Regions from separate parts of the Mus musculus genome. Here all the other regions are linked to region 2. The links are chromatin contacts, called in public HiChIP or PLAC-seq maps. All regions are on one chromosome and are shown on one strand. The core of a region is the stretch at or near the end of the contact, and the rest is flanking DNA. Distances in the headings are between cores, read along the strand shown. Region 1 has its middle 29 kb from the start of D130051D11Rik. Region 2 holds the start of Gtse1 (G two S phase expressed protein 1). Region 3 has its middle 17 kb from the start of Lncppara.

Evidence for each region. HiChIP or PLAC-seq counts read pairs in DNA pulled down with a chosen protein or histone mark.
Region 1: a FOXA1 HiChIP or PLAC-seq map of pancreatic cancer cells shows a contact between it and region 2. The contact joins the enhancer-like site here to the promoter of Gtse1 in region 2. A contact is called at or near these places in 8 of 115 datasets of contacts at active chromatin or transcription factors (VIP interneurons, bone marrow-derived dendritic cells, bone marrow-derived macrophages and 5 more) and 2 of 9 other capture datasets (adipose tissue and pancreatic islet).
Region 3: a contact with region 2 is called in an HNF4G HiChIP or PLAC-seq map of pancreatic cancer cells. The contact joins the enhancer-like site here to the promoter of Gtse1 in region 2. A contact is called at or near these places in 5 of 115 datasets of contacts at active chromatin or transcription factors (VIP interneurons, embryonic basal ganglia, embryonic stem cells and 2 more) and 2 of 9 other capture datasets (adipose tissue and liver).

The regions. Positions count from the first base shown.
Region 1 is chr15:85,661,216-85,665,639 of GRCm38.p6, reverse strand. No RefSeq gene overlaps it. Among named protein-coding and RNA genes, the nearest start is that of D130051D11Rik, 29 kb to the right of the region's middle. Within about 2 kb of position 1,744, at least 37 of the 459 cell types and tissues checked have an H3K27ac peak or open chromatin away from gene starts, as enhancers often do. A contact at or near this core is called in pancreatic cancer cells, where this site is marked.
Region 2 is chr15:85,858,140-85,862,900 of GRCm38.p6, reverse strand. It overlaps Gtse1 (G two S phase expressed protein 1), which reads right to left and starts at 3,194. Exons shown (of 12, transcript NM_001168672.1): 1 at 3,107-3,194; 2 at 2,806-2,897; 3 at 943-1,000; 4 at 206-833. The coding sequence starts at 2,830. Ttc38 (tetratricopeptide repeat domain 38) reads right to left here. Exons shown (of 14, transcript NM_001033337.4): 14 at 4,079-4,761.
Region 3 is chr15:85,684,952-85,689,401 of GRCm38.p6, reverse strand. No RefSeq gene overlaps it. Among named protein-coding and RNA genes, the nearest start is that of Lncppara, 17 kb to the left of the region's middle. Within about 2 kb of position 2,536, at least 163 of the 459 cell types and tissues checked have an H3K27ac peak or open chromatin away from gene starts, as enhancers often do. A contact at or near this core is called in embryonic basal ganglia and pancreatic cancer cells, where this site is marked.

The DNA.
Region 1 (4,424 bases), core at 495-2,994, 200 kb after region 2:
TGTCCCACGATTGAGCCTGCTAGAGTAAAGATTTCAAAGCAAGAGGGGGCACAAGGCTAAGGTAGAACTTCAGTGACTCACTGCTAAATTGCAAGTGATTGCAGGAACTGCTCTAAAACTCGAGACTTTACGGATTACTTTCTTTTTAAGGGTTGGGACAGGACTTAGCCGACTGTAGATCATGCACACACTGGACATGGAAATTTTCAGGGAGGGGGTTAATTACAAGGTGCTTGGCTTTTTAGCACTTTTGCCCAGTGTTCTTATTTATTGAAATACTCTTATTATTTCAAAACGTCAAATATGATTTTGCACAGTGAAATTTCCTCTACGGCTTCATTTCCCTAATTATATCTAATGTCAACTTCAGACTTAAAAGTCCAATTCTTCGTGGATGCCCTTTATGCCAGAGAGGAAATAACTTAACTAGGGATTTACTCAAGGAAAGGGAATATTTAACTGCTGCAAAAGAAATATTCAAAAGAAAAAAAAAAACCCAATGCTTTCATTTTGCTTCTGGCTATTACAGTGATTCCTGCTTTCAAAAGAATATGAAGTTTATTTTCCTTAAGCAAAAGAAAGTGGTCATGAAGGCCACTGGACATGAAAAGGTATTACTCTTAGGAAATACATATATATATGTAATATGTATATGTAATATATTATATATAATGTATAATATATGTGTAATATATTATATATGTAATATATAATATATTGTAGTGTATTATATATGTAACACACACATATATGTGTGTGTATATATATATATCTTTTAATGACAAATGCAGATTTTGAAAATGTACTTTGAGATAACCAGAAACACGAGCAGACATTTCACTGTTACACCCTAGTTCTCCATGTTATGCAGAGGGGAGGATTTGAGTTCACACTGAAAGACTTCACCGTTGTGAATGCCTAACCCATTAACCAGTTTTTCAGCTCGGTACTGGAAATTCTCAGCCTGATCTGCCTCCCAGCCGAGCTCTGCCCAGAAGACTTTCTCTCTAGGGGAGGCGGTGGACATGGATACGGCCAACTCCTTTTCTCCCTCTCAAAATTTTAAACTTGGAAACTTGTCCTGGGTTGAACACTGAATTTACAGCAGGACCCCAAGGCTCACAAGGAAATGTCACGAGCTGGGAAAAAGCCTGTCGGCGCACACCTGGAGCCACAGATTCAGAAAACCTAGCCGGCTGTAGCCAAAAACCAAAACACTCGGCCTGCAAACAGCCTACAAGAAACATAGAGTTCTTTGATGTGACGAGAAGAATTATAAATACAACCAACCGCTCCAAGGCAGACAGGTTGAAAGAGACTTTAAGGCAGTCTGTTGGTGCCTCAAACTTTAATACTGAGGACGTGAAGTGTTAGATTCATAGAGGTAACATACGCGTGTGTCTGTGTCTGTGTGTGCATGTGTGTCCATATGTATGTGCACGTGTGCGTGTGCGTGTGTGCACGCGCGCGTGCGTGTGTGTGTGTGTGTGTGTGTGTGTGTGTGTGTAGCAATAACACTTTGGTTTCCTCTGTGGCCCAACGGCGATCTTAAGCCCTTATTGGATAGCCCTCAGCCAGGTGCAGGGCAGGCCCTATCTGTAGCCTCTCCTGAGTTACACCATTTCTCATTACACCTGTGCCAACACCTCCCCCCCCCCCAAATCGACCTAGATCACAGACAGAGGCCTGATACAGCAGAGCTTTCCTTGCAATAAAAGCTGTGCTTTGTGAATGAGAGCCCAGCTCCTGGCTCAGCCACTCTGAGAGCTTCAAGGTAGAGCCAAAGAGTGTAGCCTATGCTCAGGCTCAGACAGAGGACAATTCCCTTTGCCAGGGTGGGCACAACTGTGAAGGCTGTGGACAGACAAATGGCTATCTGGTACCCCAGAGGACCATCGACTCCAGTCTCCCAAATCGGGGCCATCTTGTTATCATTTTTAAAGGGAGAGGTTGAGATTCTTCATCTATGATCAGTCCTCCTTCATTAGAGCCAGCACAGAGGGGTTCGACATGGTTCAAGTCAACAACGGCATTGCTATCCCATAAGCACTGGACACTATAGGAGCTGCTAGGTGTTTTAATCACAAATGACTCCCTCACTGGGGGGGGGGGCGGGGATCTCAGAAGGTAGAAGTGACCGAGTTGCTGGTGTATACAGCAAGCCCCTCACAACGTACATAGCATGACAGGGATCCCTGTGTATACAGCAAGCACTTATAACTTACACAGCATGCTCCCACCTCCTCTCATCTGACCCTCCCAACTCAAGAGGAACAACAAAAAAGACCAGACCTCTTGAAAGACTGAGGCACAGCAGGCAGAGAATACTGACAGGGCTGGATATTACACAGACCTGGGACCCTAACCCGGTCACACATATGCGCTTAAAAAATAAATAAATAAAGGAAAACATCACCATTCACTTCTTCCAATATAGACTTATTTCACAGATAAAAGGAGTTTCCAGAAAGAAAAAAAACAGCAGCAGCAGCAGCAGCAGCAACAACAACAACAACAGCAACAACCAGAATCCCTTTGAAACCTCAGGCCAGAGCTGCCTTCAGCTGGTTCAGCTTGGGCAAACCTCCCCAAACTGAGCCTGAAGCCAGCTTTGGTCATCTGAGGTTCATCCTGACCACCTCTTCAAAACCAGCCTTGAGGTATAAAAATCTCAGACACGTGCTCCTCATCGTGCTTTTGAGCCTCCTCATAAGAAAGTCACGTGGACTGACCTAAGGGACCATATCTCCAGGGCTCTGCCTCATTCCCCCAGAAACTAGAGCCTTCTTAACCAGTGAGCCAGAGTGGTTCCCAGGGCCATGCCTGCTTACAGTCACTCTGGGGCCTGGCAAGTACTTGTCCCATGGTCTCAGTGTCAAAAGAAGAGCGGTTGATGCAAATGTGTGGGAAACCTGAAGGTCTCCTCTGAGCAGTAAGGTCACAGAACACTTTTTCCTGGGGGTCCTCACATTCAGGATCCTCAGCATCCCACCAAGGCAACCATCAACGGCGGATTGCTAACTGTCTCAGAAAAGAGTAAGGCTAGGTTAATGCCATGGTCACTGGTGGAGTGAAGACTTGGGGAAGGCCTGAAGAACGAGGATAATTTTTCCATATGGTGCCCTTTCCAAGCTGTGGCACATTGAGCACGGGCAAAGTTGCCACGCAGCTCCCTCCACTACTACTGGTCGTGGCAGGACCCCATCCCAGAGCCTTTCCTACAATACTAAGGCATGTCCTGGCAACTCCAGAGTGCTTGGCCTTCCCGGAGGCAGTTTCTACCCTGCAAAAAACACGTTCAGAATGGAAACCCACATCTTGAAAGTCTTCCTGGCAAAGCCTGGCAATAGTTAAAGTTGGGAACAAAACTTTGAAATAACTGAGAAATCAGGCCAGAAGACCTTGCCCAGAAGAGCCAAGGGCTGCAGGACTCTCCGCCATCTTCAAAAGCATCGTCTTCTAAGAGTCCTTTGCTTGTTTTGTTTCTGCACCTAATTACAAGAAAGTGCCTTTTATAAAAATAGATAAAGCCCATTTTCAAAATACAAGGAGTTAAGTCTTAAAAGCTTCTCGGGATAAAAATTATAGCCTTGTCCAATATGGGTGGAAGAACAAAGGAGACAGGCTACGGAGTGATCGGGCCTGAATTCAGTGCCTGCTGTGTGCGTGGCGTGAGATGCTAGCATCACCTGGCATTACCCTCCACTGGAGATGTAATTTGGAGGGGAAAGAAGAGTTGTGTGGAGAAGGGTGAGGAGTCCAGCTTTCTGGACAGAGAATTCTGTCTTTTCCTACTATATAAACAGACTTCCTAGCATTGGTAAAGAAAGGGGCTAGCAAAAGACTAATATAATACTCTCTCATATCTGCATCCAACCACCTGAGATCCTTAATGACTCCTGGGCAAGTACCAAACTAAGAGGACCAATGTCTCACCTGGCCACAGGCCTGCTTGGGACCTTTAAGCAGGACATAGGAGCACCAGTTCATTGAATGAAGAGGATTGGCCTGGCACACCTCCTGCAGGCAGCCCCAGACTTGAGCCATGAGCTAAGATGCCTAGGTACCAGATCCTAAGAGGAGGGTTCAAGGTGCAGCACTGAAGGCAGCTTAGTGTGCAACCTACAGTCAGGCTGGGGACCGCTTGGATGCTGGGACTGTGCCACAGCCAGGCATGCATGTTGTAGGCAGAGACTAGGTCCAAGTCTGTAGCTCTGGTCCGGGTCTAGGTTTGAATCCAGTGTCTGTGTGGGTGCTGAGGATGGACTCTGCAGTCCCAACTGGGTCTGTGTCAATATCCAGGTCTGATTTTTGCCCTGGACAGGGCCCAGGATCCAGGTCCGGGTCCGCATTAGTGTTCAGAAGTGTCCGAAGCTGAGTCCTCGTTTGAACCCAGGGTCAGTCAGTGTCCAGGGTCCTGGTCT
Region 2 (4,761 bases), core at 1,945-4,444:
CCCAATGTGAGGGGCAGTGCTCCCCAGAGGGGCCCGGCCGGGCAGCTCCCCATCACTGCTGCCTTCGCTGTCCAGATTCTGGTTCTATTCTGGGCTTTCCAGTGCTCAGAGCGCTGCCCCTCCCGAGAGGCTTCCCTGGCAGGGCATGGGCTGAAGAGAGGCAAGGAGGCTGTGTACATCGCAACTGTACTATGCCTGGGTTTACCTTCTCTGTAGCCAGGTGAAGGTTTCTTCCTCTCACAGGCAAAGCCCGAGGTGGCTGGAGCTTGCTGGTGATCCTCTTTTGAGGCCCAGCCTGACTTGGAGGCTGGGAGGTACTTGATTCTCTTGGCAACGGCTGAGAGGAACAGGGCAGACCCTGGTTGCTCTGGGTCTGAGCAGGGCCTGCTGAGACAGGGGAGCTGAGCAGGCCTGGAGAAGCCAGGAGCTGGGGCTCCCCCATGGGCGGTTGCACCCTCGAGGATGGCAGGCAGAATGTCTCTCTTTTAAGTGACATGGGACTTCTGTCTCTCTTCTGTTCTTTCTCAAAGAGGCTTACTTTTAACTGTGAGTCCTGCACAAACGTTTCCTTGCCCTGGTTCACAGGATTTTGGGGCGTGGCAGCCTGGGCCACCTCTCTTCGGCTGTGACTTTCTATCTGTAAGGCCAGTAAGTGGGCTTCTTTGTACACCTCCACAAACTTCTCCCCAGTGAGAGGGCTCAAGGTGCAAGGGCTACCAGAGCCCGGGGCAAGAGGCTGCCCAGGAACCCGGCGGTTTAAGTCCAAACTGGCAGCAATGCATCTTTCTTTATGTCCAACAGGCCCAAAAAAGACTTCATCATCTTCATTTGTGCTGCGTTTAAAGAAAAAGATTATCAGGGCTGAAATCACACCAGCATCTAGGCGAGGGGCTTTGATGAACCTGTCTATACCAGGGGTTAGGGAAGAAAACGCATGTTTACCTTGAAGAAGACAAGGAAAGATCGAAGTCAAATTTTTCATCTTCCAAAAGAAGAAAGTCTGGGGTGGGGATGGGGAGAAAAAGTTCAGTTATTTTAGGGTAACATAAAACAGGAAAGCACTGGTTTCACAGTTGCTATGAATCTCTCAGTAAAGTAATAGATTGTTGCCTGAATTCAATCAATTGTCATGGGCACCTCAAGTCCTTCTTATTTCCCATTTCCACTCTCAAGTTCCAGGAGCCACTCTGAGTGCACTGATCCACCATCAAAACACAGAACCTTACCTCTATGATAGAATCTAGGGTTTCCAAGAAGGCTAAGTCACCTTCAGGCACAGGCTATTTTCTAAAGATCAACTACTTTAGCTAGCCTGGAATTCAATTATGAGACATCTATCAGCGATGAGTTCAAAGATGGTTCAAACTCACAGTAGAGACCAACGAGTATCTGTGGAGCACCACTGCTCCTCGGGTCCCTTTCCAAAAAAACAAAACAAAAAAGAAAACAAAACAAAAAACAAAAACAAAAAAAACCCCAAAACCTAAACCAAAACCACCAACAAAAATTTTGCTCTGCCTATCCACATTCCTAGCATAGCCTTGGTTGAACCAACTGTGGATTTATTCAGCTCTCTCTCACAGACCAGCCACTTCCCAGTAGTACTTAAAGGTCTGCTTCACCGGAGGGAACCTACATAATTCAGGACAAAATCCTAAGGTGGAGGAAGGTCATAGGCTTCATTAAGGATGCACGTTACAGCCTGGTTAAGTTGCATTCTAAACCTTTATGTTTATGCTCATAAATTACTGGACTGGGCTGCCAGCCTAGGTCATTAGAGGTGCTTCTTATAATGGGCATCACTGTGTTAAGCAGTCTCCTAAGGTGTCAAAGAGGATACATAACCTGATAGGGTGCAAAGGCCCAGTGCTCAGCCCTAAAAGGGAGAAAATAATTGTAAACCCACATCAACCCTCTAAGACTCAGGGGAGCAAAGTTACTTCCCACCACATCTGATGACCTGAGTTCAAGCCCTGGGACCCTCAGGTGCTTGCACACCTTGGTTACCACCCCCAAACACACACATACACATACACACACACACACACACACACACACACACAAACCAAGTCATCGTAAAGATTCCTCCTCCCCTCTTTTAGACAGGGTTTCACTGTGTAGGTTTACAAAGAGAACTAACTGTTCTGGAACTCACTCTGTCGACCAGGCTAGGCTAGCCTTGAAATAAAACTCAAGAGATCTGCCTGCCTCTGCAGTTGGGGCATTAAAGGCGTGTGCAGCCACCACGTAGCAAGTCTTGCTTTTCAAAGAATTTGCCAGCACTCAGAAGGCTTCCGAAGGTGGCTCTCGATGAATTCAAGGCCAGCCTGGACTACAGAGTGAGTTCCGGGTTACAAAGTGAGGGCTCAAAAAAACAAGCAAGAAAGGAAAAGCAAACAAAGTAAGTCAGTGGAGGAGAAAAGAATGAACCACAGGGGAATGGGTGGAGTGAGGGACTCTGCGCTCAGTGCAAGAGAAAGCTGTTGCCATTTTGATAGCACAGCAACTGTGATTAACCACAGGAGACCCTCACAAGATTAAGACCCCCACTTAAAGCCCTTCTGGAAGTGGGGGGAGGCCCCTCTTAAGATTACATAAGTGGTTTTAAAAAGTGGGTGGGGATGTTGTAGGGGCTTCTTTGGTGGTGGAGCTATGAATTGCTAATGTCCTTGTAAGTAACTTCAGTTAAATTTATTTGCTTATCAATCCAGACTTCGTTTCTTTGATCTGTTGTAGCCCTCTCTATTTTGTTTGGGGTGAAAAGGAATACACTCCAGAACAGCCTTACGAACAGAAAGGACTTACCTTCTTTTTTACTACCAGCATCCATCTTCACCTCTCTCTCCACTGGTTGGCCGAAGGCACGTCGCGGCCGTCTCCTCCTTCCACAGAGTTCGCTGCAGGAAGCAAGGGGACGGGAGAATTAGGCAAGTCAGAGGCAAGCCCCAACTTGCTCCCGGTTTCCCAGACTGTGCGCCCCGAGGCGGGGTAACGGATTTCCGGCTCTGAGCTGCAGAGCTGGCACCGCAGCCCGTCCTCCCCGGATCTCTGCGGCTCGGGACCCGGTTCCCCACTCTCCGGGACCAGCGCTACGACCACTCCTTACCCCTCGCCTCTGACCGGGAAGGCATAAAATCCAGCTGGGTCTCCGGCACCGGTTTAAACGCGGCGCCCGGCTCCGCCGGCCGCCGATTGGCCTGTTTAAACAGGAGACGCTCTCGGTGCAGCCTGGGAAATGTAGTCAGAGTGCTGATGTACAAGACCAATGCCCAAGACTCCAAGCCACGGATTGGCTCCGCTGGGCGCAGGAAACTCCCACCGGAAGTTCCCATGACTCTCCTCCTCCGGAGACACAGAAAGGATTTAAGCGTTCCGCCTGTGGCTGTGCTAGCAAAAGGGACCGAGGCGGTGATGGTGGGGCATAGGAGATGGTCAGGCAGCTAGGAAGGAATTTGTCCCGACTCTCTCCGGTGCTTGTCCTGGTATCTCCAGTATTTCTCATGCGTCCGGGTACTCTCTGCAGCCTAAGGCCTCTCTCCTGTACTCTGGTGTGCAGGCCCTCCCTTTTCCCTCAAATGCAGAAGAGTGACAGAGCCGGTCTTAGCACTTCTTTGCTGCCAATATGTTAGATGCCTTTGGATAGCAATGAGCAGGAAACTGGCTTCAAGGTCTGTTGGTTCAAGGAAGTCCAGGGTTGGCCTGGATAGCCATCAAGAAGGCCATCAAGTCTGGATGTCGTCTCTACACATCGGCCAGGTCTGGCTCACTAGTAGGCAAGCTGGCTTCGTCGGACCCAAGGTTCCCACCGGCTGGGGATGGTGACCGGTTCTGTGTATCTGGAATTTTAAGGGCCAGGCTTTTCTGATTCACACCGGGGGCGGGAGGGGGGGGCGCAAGACCACGGTGGCAGTCACATCTGTGGTCCAAGCCTTTAGCTCCTGTGCATGAAATCCCTGCATCCCTGGGGCTATCCACTGGGCAGTAAAGTTCACCAACACTTCTCTTTGTATCATATCAGGTCATAGTAGATGTTCAGGAAAGCATACCCATAGTAACTCACTGCTATTTACATTTTCTCTTGGCTTTAAAAATATTTTTATTTTATTTTTTTTGCCGACGTGTGCGTATGTACAGGTATGCAAGTGCCTACAGAGGCCAGAAGAGAGTGTCAGGTCCCTTGAGGCTAGATTTACAGGCTCTACGTGGGCGCTAGGTACTGATCTCTGGTCATCTGGAAGAACGGCAAGTGCTCAGCCATGGAGCCATCTCTCCAGACGCATACACATTTCCCTTTAAGATCAGTCGCCTGTCCCTGGCAGATGCATGCCTTCTTTCATGAAAGCCTACACATACCAGCTTTTACAGACAAGGCATTCAATGGAAGCCATTGAATACCAGAGATCACAGCACAAAGTGGTTCAATAGCAAGGGCAAGTGCCAAGGGCTATGGGGCAAAGAGAAGGCACTGTCACCAGCCCACAGGCAGGGTGGAAGGCTTTCTGAAAGAGACAGAGAGCAAGACTCCGCTTCTGGCTGAATCATGTATTATTTGGAATCATATACATAATGAGGACTAATGAGGAGGTTCCCCCTTGGCACCTGTCCCCAGGCTCCCTGATATGGAGACAGTACCTCTTCAAATCCTATGGCGATTACACAATTTCTTGACTTGCTGCCTCATCCAGCTAAGATTAGAGAAGCCCATCTCCCTAGGACGCAACCCAAACCTGGCACTTGGGAGCTGCTCAGAGGTTCCCATAG
Region 3 (4,450 bases), core at 1,287-3,786, 170 kb after region 2:
AGCATACACCTTTAATTCCAGGACTCCAGGAGCAGAAGCAGGTGGGTCTCTGTGAGTTCAAGGCCTACCTGGTCTACACAGCAAGTTCCAGGCTAGCTGAGGCTACACTGTGAGACCCTGTTTCAAAACAAACAACAATAAATGTCTCACAACGGAGATTGTGACGAGAACCCTCTTTTAGGTGGGAAGGTCAGGCTTTTTGGCTCTGTCCACTAAGGTCCCTGCAGCTGCGAACAGGGTACAGGCTAAGGGATATTCTGTAAGTGCCTGATCTCATAGCCCCTTTTCTTTGGTCTAGACAACAGAGCTGGGTAGGGTCAGATGTCTGAGCCCAGCACAATAAAGCCTGGTCCCCTTCACGGTGACTCCTGCCCAGAGCCTACTTGGAGCCCAACTCTAGGAAACAACATAAAGGCTGGGCGTGGGGCCATGCCCACTGCTTCTCTGCTTTCCCCACTGCTGGCCTCTAGGGCATATGGGGGGGGGGGCAGAGGACAGGTGGTAGGGGCAGTCAGAGGAGCCAGTCGGCCTGGCGGTAAATCATCAGGCTATGCTTTATAATTATCTGGGTACTTAAGCTCCTCTATCTCGTCTCTCCCTTCCCTGGGGAGATTTCCTTCATTTCCTATGCTTTCCCAGTCTCCTGGATGTCTAAATCAAGCCGGACCAGGCCCAGCACTCTGCTCTACCCAGCTCCCTCGGCCTACAGCTACGAGGTGGTGTGTTTGCATGTTGCACAGTAGCTATCAGAAGAGGATCCGTCCTCATCGAAGTTTCCTCCCCAGCTGGGAAGGAAAGCTAAAAAATGTTACCACACCCAGCCTTGGAGTCACAGAGACAGAATCTTCATGCCCTACTTTCCCTGACAGAGGGATGGGCAGTGAGCCTGAGAGACCTAGGGGTAGGAGACCGCCACGGCACTTGAATCAGGAACGAATCAGAGAAAATGTGAAGACAGGTGCCTCAGTACCTGGGCAGCAGCAACTAGAATGCAGCAGCAACTGGGATGCGGGGCCTGTTTGGTTCATGAGGTCCCCATGCTGGTCCCACTTAGATCCTACCTGCTGCATGTATCCAGCTCTGGCCCCTCTTTTCCTCTAGCTTTCACACCGAGTCTGGGTCGCTGTCCCCATTTTGCAGATGCAAACAGTGAGGCACTGAAGGCAATGCAAGCGGCTTCCCATTTGGAGGCTGCTCAAAAGGTGCTCCCCGCCCCCAGAGCCAGTGCCAGTGTCAGTGCCAGCGCATACATCCATATTCTCTTCCTGATTCCATGAAGGAGGAGGGTGGTGCACTACCATGCCACCCGCGTAAAGGCCAGGTTGAAGCTGCCACAGACACATATAGCCCTCAGGTGAACTTTGCAAAGCCACCATGTATGTATCCCTTTCCCAGGCCTCCCTAGGGATGAACACACGGGAGGTTTTTTTTTGTTTTGTTTTTTTTTGTTTTTTGTTTTTTTTAAGTAGGATCTCATCCTAGGCCTAGGTTTCTGACCTCTGGAAACCTCTTTGGTCGTTTGCAGAGCCCTCTGGCAGGCCTGGAGCTTCCTGTCGCTGCATTCATAGCTAGGTCACTGGGTGCCAAACAGATGCTAAGGGCTCTGGCTGGCTTGTGTGCGGCCTCTCCAACCACCGTCTCAGACACATTCCACAACCAAGATTCCTTCAAAACCCCCTTCTCTGAAAGCAAACAAAACCGCAGCCTGGGAGCCCAGAGGAGCTCACACTGCTGTGGCTCCGTTTTTTCTTTCTTCTTTCTTCCTTTCCCACCCTCCCTACTTAAATACTACTACAAGGGACATAGAAACCTGCTAACCCTCTCATGTTGAGGATGGGTAAACCGAGGCCCAGAGACTGGAAAAAGGGGTCTAAGGTCCCATAGGTTCTACGATTGGGTGGGAGTTCTGGAATCCAGGCAGGACTGACTTGGGCACATAGCTTCTTTAAGACACAAAATCTGTGTGGTGGTGGTTTTCGGTCAGTCCCAACACCATAACTGGCCCAAAGCATCCCTAGTGATTGGCTGGGCCCTGAACCCACCTGATACTTCCCTGATGTAAGCTGGCTAGTGTGGGCAGGGCTGGGACCCTTGAGCTCCCTGGCACAGACTGAGTGGTGCTCAGCAAATGCAGGAGGAAGTCTCTGGGGAGGCCTAGAAGCTCAGGGGCAGGGCTCCAGAAAAGCAGGCTGCTCTAATGGAAACCAGTCAGTGGCTAACTCCCCCCCCCTGACTTTGGTTTCCATGGGGACAGGATAGGAGGTGGAGCTCTGGCGTGGCTGCTGCAGCAGATGTGGCCTGTTCAGGGCTGGTGGGGGTGGGGGGGTGGGGGTGGCGCCTGGCAGGGAGCCCTGGGACGTGGCAGGAGTAAGACTGGGCGCAGGGCCCTGCAGCCATAGCTATGGTGGTCAGCTTTAGGGAAGAGCCCAGGGCTGTCGGTCCACCACCTCCAGGAAGTCTCCTGGATTCCTCAGGTGCTCTCAACCCACGACCCAAGCCTCCTCCAAAGGGAGTAGGCCCACGGGCATCTCAGTGGGAGCCTGGCCTTCCTGAAGATATCTGCATTAGTCATGCCAGCCATGTGGATGCTCTGTGTGCCTCAGGCCTGCTGGTACTTGTAAAGTGGGGGGAGTTGGGGAGCGAGACAGGGATCACCACCACATGGTCCTCTACTGTTCTCTCGATGGTACCGATGGCTCTCCTCCCACAGGCACACTTGGCCTGGTGTGCTACGGGGCCTACAACCTGAGTGATGGAGGCCTAAAGAATCAAAGGAGCTCCATACCATTGTGATATGCAAGAGACTCTGTGGGCTTGGGGGACACAAGCCCCCAACGTGGGCCACACCAACTAATGCAGCTGGGTGGGACTCTTAGAAGTCCCCCTTGCTCTGTGCTTTGACACACTTACCACGGAGAACTAGCCTTTTATGAGCCCATCATGACCTGGGACACAGCATCCAGGCTCCCAGTTCTAAGTAGCTCCCTGCCTCAGGACTATGGGAAACAATGGGGACACCAGGCTCCCTCCTCATCTCTTGCTGCTACCCTGAGTGTGGTCCACAGCACATCAGACCACATAGGTATAGAAACCCTGAGCCAGGGAAGTATCCTAGACCCCCAGAAAACTCAGAGCTGCAGACTCCAGCAGAGAGGTGATGGTAGCTCTGTCAGAGAGGTCTCCAGCAACCCCAAACCTCCATGGCCTAGACCCTCAGGACAACTCCTTTTTATTGCAGCAGAACTCCAGGCCAAAGGAAAGATCCTTACTGGTGTTGGGTGTCTGAGGAGAAACCGGCCAAAGTCAGCCTCTAACAGGCAGGAAATAAACGGGAGTCCAACGCCAGACTCTGGCTGTGGGAAAGCTCTCCAGCCTCTCTGTACCTTGACCTGCTTATATAGAAAAGTTAGCACCCAGCGCTCACTAGACAGGGGGGTTCTCTCTCGAGGGCAAGAACTATGCTCTATTTATTCTGCAGTCTAATGCATTCAGCATGGGCTCCGGTCAGACATCAAGACAAGACAGAATTGGAGACATTAAAATGAATGTGGAGATTGTTTTTTAAAATGCATGACAATTCCCAGCCTGGGCCTGGCACTTAGTAGGTACTCTGCAAAATCACTTCTCCCCATCACACAGAATAAGACCTGTCTGTGGTGTCTAACTTGCACGGGGGCTCTCTGGGAAGAGCCAATTCCGTCCGAGCTCACGCCTGGGCCAAAGCTTTCAGCCTTGGAGCTCTCTAGCCGGGCCTGCTTACCTGCTCTTATCTCCTCTCTTGTCAGCTGGACACTGACCTCAGTGGCCATTCCTTTGCTATCCTGACACCTAGCTGAGGTCCTAGTCATATGCTTGGCCTTAGGAGTGCTCACTTTCCGGTACCTGGCATTGTCCTCTCAGCTGGATGGTCCAGGGGGTCATCTGTTCAAGAATGACCCTGTCTCAGGGGCAGAGCTTTCCCAGGGTGCTCGAGTATGCTGGATACAGGCCTGAGACCCCCCCACCCTAGCCCTCAGGTGCCAAGTATCCCAATGGACTGGCATTGGGCAATTCAGTCTACATTCACAGAAAAGGCCCGGGATGATTAGAGTGTGTCTTCCTGCCCCTGGGACATCTGACAGCAGCCATGTTAGACTCTGAAAGGGTCTATCAGAAGGTCCCATGTTATAGCACCTGGCATATGGAATAGGTGACTAACTGGGACTTTGAAAGCCCAGGCCCAGGTGAGGTTTGTCCCATGAGCTTTTGGCAGGGTGAGAGCAGGCAAGATCCCAGGATCCCTCCAACCACGCCTGAGCCAGAAGCATAGGCACACCCACCCCAGGAATCCTGGGCAGGGCTGGGCACCCAGGAAACTGGGCCAGAGGTTCCAGTGCATACTGGCGTGGCCAGGCCACCTCTTGAGCGCCCCTGCTCCAAGCCTGCATCCCTTACCCAAGCTCAGAAGCCT